Linked DNA regions of Gossypium hirsutum: region 2 is linked to region 1. The links are chromatin contacts, called in public Hi-C maps. All regions are on one chromosome and are shown on one strand. The core of a region is the stretch at or near the end of the contact, and the rest is flanking DNA. Distances in the headings are between cores, read along the strand shown.

Region 1 (4,592 bases), core at 1,043-3,542:
TGCTCTTTCCCCATTTTTTGTCTTATTCTCACCAAACCCCCTTTTCTTCCCATTTTCCATCACTTCCTTCAACCCAAGGAAGCAGAAATGGTTTTCCATTTTGAATTCGGGTATTAAAAATAAAAAATGGGAGAGAGTTTGTGTAGAAAAAAAAAAGAAAACAAAGAGTTTATACAGGATAAACAATCACGAACTTCAAACATTAACCATGAACAAAGAATTTATGGATGGATTTTTGTTAATAAGATTTTATGGTTAAGTGGTAGTAGATATGATGAATTCCATCCTATTATAGTTGGTTTTGTTAGTTGAGTATTTTTTTATATTAAATATAATTATGATTGTAGTTTTATGGAATCATGTTATTTTAAAAATAAAAAAAGAAAAGAAAAAAAAGAAATGGGACAACTTAAAATTTTGGAAGGACTTGATTGGACTATATTATAAAAGTATTTACCCAACAAATAATAACAGCAACGACGGCAACAACAATTTCTTTTGGCCTGTTGTCAAATCCATCGGTGAATTAAAAATTCTCATAATAATAACCAAAAAAAAAAGGTAAATTAAAATTGATTTTCACAATATCCTTTTTGTGCAAATAATTCCTTTTTCTTTTTTTTTTTTTTACTTTCATAGGTTTTGTTAATCTCCGCTGGAAGGGCACCAAGGCGTCATATCCATTGGGTAACTGCCCAATACCCTCAAGAAAGAAGTGAACTCCTGGACCTCAGCCAACGCGTTTTGGGCTCTAACCTCTGCCATCGACGCTTCGAAATCCACGTAGAACATATACTCGAAATGCTTGGCGGTTCCAACGTTGGCGTCATCTACCAACCGGATCGGCCTATTGCGGTGTGGCCGGGATTCGATTTTCGTCAAACTGATATTCCTAAACGCAAAAGCTGATAGTACTTTGAAAAGCACGCTCGTCCCTTTATCGTGCGCGAATACGATGCTCGTTTTGAATGGCCGGTCCGTGCGAGGGATGATTGGCTCCCGAGCTAACATAACGAAGCGCGTCACATTACTCGAATCGTCTTGGATACCATCGGCTAGGATTTGAAGTCCATAAAGTTCAGCGGCGCGTGCGCTTGCTATGGCGGCGGTGTCACGAAGGTTGTTGGCCGCTATGTACTCCGCGGCTCCGGCGGTGTCATCGACAGCTTCACGCGTGACGTTGAGTCCGAGTTTGGTGAGCGTGTGTTCACACTGGGAGAGAGCTTGTGGATGAGAAATGACTCGTGCAAGGTATTCTTTCCTAACACCTGGGAGAGCTAATAAACAGTGGTGCACTGGGAGTTGGACTTCGCCGACGATGTGGAGTCGGTGTCGGAGGAGGAGATCGTAGTTCCGATGAATGGAACCTCCTAGTGAGTTCTCCACCGGTAAAACAGCTCGATCGGCGATCCAAAGCTCAACCGCTTGGAATGCGACTTCAAACTGGTCACAAGGGATCGCTTCGCAATTAGGATAAGCTTTCCCAGCGGCAGCTTCGGAGTAGGCCCCGGGGACTCCTTGGTAAGCCACGCGCAACTGAGAGCCGTGCATCGGAGCAGGGGAGAGGTCGGTGATGGTTAAGGGTTTCTGTGTAGGTGGTTGAGGCTTGTTGTTTGTTTCAATAGGGACAAGGTTAAGATCTATGGAAGTTTTATGACCATTGACGGCGGCAGCAAGGTGGTCCGAGTTGGAAGGAGCAGTGGATTTGTCACCGGAACCTTGATCTTGCGAAAAGACCTTGCTAGAAAGAATAGCGCAAGAGCTCTGCCAATCAGCGCGGTTTAAACCGACTCCATTAGGGAATTGAACGGAGTCATTGTGATAAACGCAACGGATAAAGGAGCGAGTCAACTGATGGAACCGGCGAGGCTTGGAAGGACGAATGACAGAAGAATTAAGATTTTGTGTAGGAGAAACCGCCTGCATATTTATGTATTTCGTAATAAATAAATAAATAAATAAAGCGTTTCCTTCAAAAAAACCAAAAAGAAAAGAAAAGAACAAAAAGAGGAGAGGGAATGGAGATAAGCTTGGTGTTCTCTTGAAGAAGCGAACGTCAAGCTGAGAGAAAAGAAAGGGAAGAGAGGGATTTTTATATGAAGAAAGGAGAGGGGATGGAGCATGTGGAGGTGGTTCTGTCAGTCTCACACCTACCCACCCTTCTGCTCTTCCCTCCGCTTTATCTTTTACATTTTCCACTTTGAATTTAAAACAAATTTTCAATTTTCTTGTGGAGCTGCTGCTTCTGTCTACCTAACCCCCCCTTATCTTTTGCTTTTTCCATCTATGCATTTTTTTTTATTTTCTAATTTATTCATCTTCAGTACAAATATATATATAATTACCAACCATTATAGTTTAAATAAAATATAATTAATATTCATTTAAGTTTTTCTTTTCATTTAAAAAATAAGGAAAATGTTTTTTTTATTAGAAAAAAATCAAGAGGGAGGAACTGGGTCAATCTCACACCTACCGTCTTCCTCTTCATCTTTTTTCATTGTTGAATTATATATTCACTTCTAAATATACTTTACTTGCTCACATGTTAGATTTTTTTTCTTCGTTTTTAAATAAATTAGACCAAAGCTTTCGGGCAATTTACTAAAAAAAACTCTTTTATTTCGTTATTTATCGAAATGGTCTGATTTTTTATTATTTACAGGAAATGACCATTTTTCCTGAAAGCGCGTCCACGTCAGCGCGAAGTCAGAGTACGTGTCAACAAAACGCTCCCTTAAGAAAGCGTTTTGTCCCATTTTTTAAGGTTAGGATTTTTTATTATTTTAGGGTTAGAATTTTTAAGATTTAGGGTTTTAGTGTTTTTTAAGAGAAAATTAATTTAATAAGAGTTAATGGTCAATTAATTAAATTAACTATGAAATTAAAAAAATTAATTAAATTAGGGTTTAGGGTTTTTGAGGGTTAGGATTTTTGATTGTTTTATGATTAGAGTTTTAGTGGTTTAGGGTTTTAGTGTTTTTAAGGGAAAATTAATTTAATTAGAGTTGAGGGTTAATTAATTAAATTAACTATGAAATTAGAAAAATTAATTTAATTAGGGTTTAGGATTTTTAAGGTTAGGTTTTTTTATTGTTTTAGGATCGAGGTTTTAGTGGTTTAGGGTTTTAGTGCTTTTTTAGGAAAAAATTAATTTAATTAGAGTTGAGGGTTAATTAATTAAATTAACTATAAAAATAAAAAAATCAATTAAATTAGAGTTTAGGATTTTTTTAAGGTTACAGTTTTTGATTGTTTTAAGATCAGGGTTAGGTTTAGGATTTTAGTGTTTTTTAAGGGAAAAATTAATTTAATTAGAGTTGAGGGTTAATTAATTAAATTAACTATGATAATAAAAAATCAATTAAATTAGGGTTTAGAATTTTTTAAGGTTAGGGTTTTTGATTGTTTTAGGATTAGGGTTTTAGTGGTTTAGGGTTTTAGTATTTTTAAGGGAAAACTTAATTTAATTAGAGTTGAGAGTTAATTAATTAAATTAACTATGAAATTAAAAATAATCAATTAAATTAGGGTTTAGGGTTTTTTTAAGGTTTATTAATTAAATTAACTATTAATTACGGAAAAAAGCTCTCACGTGGATGCTCTTTTGCTATAGTAGTATCTGAAAAAATAAATTTGAGAAGATGTTTTTGAACAAATAGTGTCAAAAACGCTTCAAGAAGGATGCACTGTTAGGAAAATTACGGAAAAAAGTTCTCACGTGGACGCTCTTTTGCTATAGTAATATCAGATAAAATAATTTTGAGAAGATGTTTCTGAACAAATAGTGTCAAAAACGCTTCAAGAATGATGCACTGTCAGCAAAATTACGGGAAAAAGCTCCCACGTGGACGCTCTTTTGCTACAGTAGTATCTGATAAAATAATTTTGAGAAGATGTTTCTGAACAAATAGTGTCAAAAACACTTCAAGAAGGATGCATTGTCAGTAAAATTATGGAAAAGAGCTCCCACGTGGACGCTCTTTTGCTACAGTAGTATTTGAAAAAGCCTTAGACTATAAATGAGGTAAATTTCATTCTCAGGTTGCATAAGTTACAGCAAGAGAAATTGAGGCTAAAGTAAAATAGAAACTGAAGATGAGTGAACGTGTTAGTGTTGTTATTTACTATGATGGCGAGGTCCGTGACACCGAGAATGGCGTTTTTTTTATCGGAGAGCACAACGCGACTGGTTTTTAACCAGAACATAGATTTGACAGAATTTCATAAAAGAATTAGGCGTAAAATCTTCGGAACGATGCCAATGAAAATTTTATCTATTAAGTATCGATTTTATACTTCGGTTGATCCCGTGAGATATGACTCATTCGATATCAAAGGTCATCGTAGCTTGGAGGCAATGGTGCAGACTCATCTTGCTAGTGGAGCACCCTATCTTGAGTTATATGTACAATTTTCATCACCAAATGATGCATTTGCAACTTCGACATCTAATGTTGTTCGAGAGGAATACACGACCCCTATCCGACACTCCGTTAGTGGGTGGCAAAACACGGAAGTGCTCGTGTTTGGTAGCAGTATGGAATACACAACCCCTGCACGACACTCCGTTGGTGGATGGGACATGCACC
Region 2 (4,592 bases), core at 1,151-3,650, 40 kb after region 1:
TGAGATGCTGATGTACTTGCATCATGGATATTCCCTGAATAAATACATTATACTAATATGATTGACGCACGACATAGCGACAAGAAGTTCACTAGTGTTGGCATGGTTGGTTAGACCATCTCGACAAGAACTAATATTGATGGTATTAAGATATTGCATATACTAATTGATACATATACCAGTTATAATGCTCCAAATAATTATGTGTCCTAGAAGGACAATGTGATAAAAATAAGTCTAGGGCATACTAGAAGCATAACAAACTTGTCGGTTCCATAAAAAGAACAATTCTTGAAAGAAAATAGTAAAAAATGAAGATGATCACATGTTAAAGGAGGCGGGTACTTATGAAGAGACCCAAGAAATAAGTTTTGGTAAAACCCTAGAAGAGGTTCAAGTACCTAAAATTTTGAATATAATGAGATATCTCAATCAGTTATGTTATAACTAAATATGATGGAGCTGATAAAAGAAATTATTGTCAACAATGATAATATACATAGAACACTTCAATATTATGGAAAAGTGAGGATCTTGAATGAAAATATACTTGAAAGTATTGATACGGGAACAATTCATTAAAATAAAGTGACGCTTGTATTATAACTTATGAAATGTATCTCGGACTTGAAGTCCAAATGCCCGAAAGATGTAAAGCCAAGTGGAGTAAATATTAGCATAATATCAAAAAAAAAAAACCAAGTCGTAAGATATAGAATTGACTTGTAATACAAACACTCAAAAGAGGCTTGGTTTTGGTTATAAAAAGAAATTGATTAATTTGTGGTAGATGCAAATACTAAATAAAAATATTTATTTACGTCTAATGGATTTGTATTAAGCTAATATAAATTATTTGATATAATTATCAAAAACAAAAATTCCTAAAGGATTGATGGCTGAAGCATAAAACTTTAGTTTCGTGGGAAAATCATTATACGTGAATATGAGTTTATTCATGTGTTTTTATAAATTAATGTATTTATACATATAGGCTATTATTGTTATTGTTGTTATTAATGTATCAAATATCATTAGATTTCTTGAAGAATTTCCAAGAATAATAATTATTTGGTAGATAAACTTTATAACGAAAGTATATCTAAAAATGAAATTTTGTTTTGACCTGAAAATTGACTGTTCAATAAGGACAAATGGTTACACAATGACATTATAAAGAATTACTATTGAGTACCCAATAGTGTCTATATAACCAAAATAATCAAGACTACTTTTCATGTAGATTGGAGATCTTGAAAATGAACACAAATGATCAAACAATTATGTTATAAAACAATGGTCCGTAAGTATCATTTCTTTATGTGTCTAATACACTCATTGTGTTAATAGTAATGAATGATACAATACATCATACTTTATAAAGTTGATGGCAACATCTAAAGCTTGTGAATGCAATTGAATTTTATTGTTGTGTTAATATGCATCAATTGAATTTGTTATGCACATTGATGATTTACTAATGATGAATAATATTGAATATGTTAATATTAAGTTATAAAATGATGTTCAAATAAAGGGGAGTAAAATATGCACTGTGCTTTTTTTTCTTTGATGATGTTTTATCCCATTGGGTTTTAGTCGCAAGGTTTTTAATGAGGCAACTTTATCAACGCGTATAAATATGAATATTGTACTATTTTTCTTAACTATGATTTTTTTCTCACTAGATTTTTTCTAGTAAGGTTTTAACAAGATATAGTTATTCTTTGTTAATAGATATTAAAGGGAGAGTGTTGTAAATATTATTTTAAAATATAAGTCATCATGATGTCTAAAATATTAATTTTATTATTTTAATTTTATAAAAAAAAGTAGTATTTTAGTCAAATCTTTTTGTGATAAATTTTTATAAATATATTTGATTGTAATATTTAATAAATCTTGAGTGGGTGTTGTGCAAAGCCTTTAGGCTTCCCACCAACGTTGATTGTTAAGTGAAGTCGAATTAGATAACATGTGTTGTATGTTGGCAGTTAGTTGATCTCATCCCCTCAACTTCTTTTTCCTTCTAATTCCAACAGTTTTATCAATAATTTACGCAATAAAAAAAGAAAAATGGATTAACTTTATGGAATTGAATCCAAAACAGCTAATTAAGTTCATAACATCCGGGAATTGTTGCTGAATTAGGACAAGATTTTTCGCGGTTGAAAGTCTTGTTTATATATGTTAAATTCTATGTATGGAATAAAGTTATTCAAGAGTTAAATTATTAGAGTTTGGATAAATTTAATCTAAATTAAATTAGATTTGAGATGGACTTTTGTTATCCAACACTCATACATTAATATAAACAAGAGTGATGGAAGATATGGGGAATAGCAATAGGGACAGGCTCGTGTTACACATTACCCTTCCCTTGATGGCATTTATATTCAGACTCAATTCATAAACTGTTGCAGAAAAGTTGTGGTCCAACCAGTTTTAATTGGTTTGAAGTGATTTAGGTGGAAAGTGTTCACCCAATTTGCACCGTGATGGAAACAACAACCATAGTACTATAAACATCACTAAAAACGTTGGTCTACCATATAAAACACTTGCTAGATTTTAACCCAAAGGTTTTTTTTTTTAATGTGTGCCACTTTTCGGAATTAAATGGTTATGTTGGGATTCAATTAAATTTCAAAATTAAATTAAATTGGACTCTTGAACGGGATAAATTCTTCCATCACTGTTTTCTTCATTCGTAAGATTCGAACTTAAAACTTATTTTAAGATATTTGAGCTCCTTACTACTCAATTTAATTGGAATAGCAAACTAGTTTCTTTAGTGGGATTAACTGCAAAAAATTTTTCTTTCTCCCTATCATTTCATTGATGACAATTTCAGTGACTCCAAACTTCGATATAGTTAATGTTTATTATTTCAAGTTACAACAAAACCAGATCCCTCCCTGATAGAGTATGTGAATTTTATGGATGATATTATAGTTACAGGGAGCACGGCTGGCAATATAAGTAGTTTTATTTAGTTGTTACATAAAGAGTTTTCCCTAAAGGACATGGGGGATCTCCACAACTTCTTAGGTATTGAAGTTACTCGATCTTCTATTGGGAGTCTGCACTTATGCCAGTGCAAGTGCATCAGAGAGCTTCTTGATAGGAGTTCATTGACAAATGCTAAGAGTTTAAGTTTGGTTCACTGTAATGGAATAAGACTATAATTGAATAGAGCTGTAATGGAATAAGGCTATAATGGAATAGCGCTGTAATCAGTAATTTAACTATTTAGTTGAATGGAATGGAATAGAACTGTAATAATATTCTTGTGTTTGGTTGAATGGAATGATGTAGTAATAGCATAAAGAAAAAAATTAAAATGACCAAAATACCCTTAGCAAAATTTTTTTAGGTAGATGATTATTGTTATTCTTATTAAATTTTAATAAGATTATTATTAAAAATAATTTAATAAATATAATAAATAATTTAACCATATTTTAACATAATTATTATTAAATATAATTTAATAAATAATATATAGTTTGATAAAATTCTTAATATAATTATTATTATATGAATTAAAAAATCATAATATATAATACTATAAAAATAATATATAATCTACTTTATTATATTTAAATTGCAATACATATTTAATGTGCTAAAATATCATTAGTGAAACAAATAATTTAATCATTCTATAATAAAAAACAAAATATTAGAAGTAATAAATAACTTGACAATTATATTTCACATCCAAACATAGCATTCATATATTAACAAAAAGTTACATGATTTCATTAGTTTATATGTCATAATCCATATGTTATAAAATTTTACAACCTCAAAAAGTTACTACATTGTAATGATATTCTATAATGTCATTATACCATCCAAATATTCATATATTATACCAATAGCCCTCGCACTGCAAATGTAGCACCCCAAACCCGGCCCAGACGTTATGACCGGATCCGACATGCGTTCAAAACATTTTATATTATTGGTCCAGAAAAACTTACTTAGTGTTTTAAAAGATAATTTCATTATAGGTTAAAGTGAATGGAAGCTGTGCACCAGGTAGGAAACCGGAAAAGAGGTGGTGAGTCCATCAGACTGCTTAAGTACCAAGCTCCCTTCGGATCCAATCCTAGACATGCATACCGCCATTGCCACACCTTAACGTCATGAATATTTTTAGGAAACCGATTTGATTAAGTCATTTTTAGGAAAAGTGATTAATTTTGGAAAATACTTTCATTGCGGAAGCTTTATTTATTGTCGTGTTATTTTGAAATCAATTGTTGTTTTTGAAAACGCGCCCTAAAGCTATCCAATTTCAACAGTTAAAATAAGTAATACCTATCTTAGTAATACATATTAAAACCATCAAAAATAATTAAGCGGCCTTATTACATTTAAAAACCCAAAACTTCAAACGTAAATAAAGGGATGTCCAGTTCACCAGAAGAAAATCAAACTTTCAGAACGGGTGGCCACTCTGAATTCCCTCACAGCTCCAAGCCCACTATGGTTGGGGATTTCCTACGTGGATGAAAATAAAAGGGGTGAGTTTGGGGAAACTCAGTGTGTAAGGAAAACCTATTCAAAGCCCAAGTCAGCTC

Evidence for each region. A called contact is a pair of places that touch in the nucleus more often than the background predicts.
Region 2: a contact with region 1 is called in a Hi-C map of leaf, with 1.9 times the contacts expected there. The contact joins the enhancer-like site here to the promoter of LOC107912788 in region 1. A contact is called at or near these places in 5 of 34 Hi-C or Micro-C datasets (hypocotyl, leaf and seedling).

The regions. Positions count from the first base shown.
Region 1 is chrA09:65,098,234-65,102,825 of Gossypium_hirsutum_v2.1, forward strand. It overlaps LOC107912788 (arogenate dehydratase 3), which reads right to left and starts at 2,293. Exons shown (of 1, transcript XM_016841116.2): 1 at 416-2,293. The coding sequence starts at 1,926. The coding sequence ends at 646.
Region 2 is chrA09:65,138,006-65,142,597 of Gossypium_hirsutum_v2.1, forward strand. No RefSeq gene overlaps it. Among protein-coding and RNA genes, the nearest start is that of LOC107912789, 16 kb to the right of the region's middle. Within about 2 kb of position 2,401, at least 1 of the 9 cell types and tissues checked has an H3K27ac peak or open chromatin away from gene starts, as enhancers often do. A contact at or near this core is called in leaf, where this site is marked.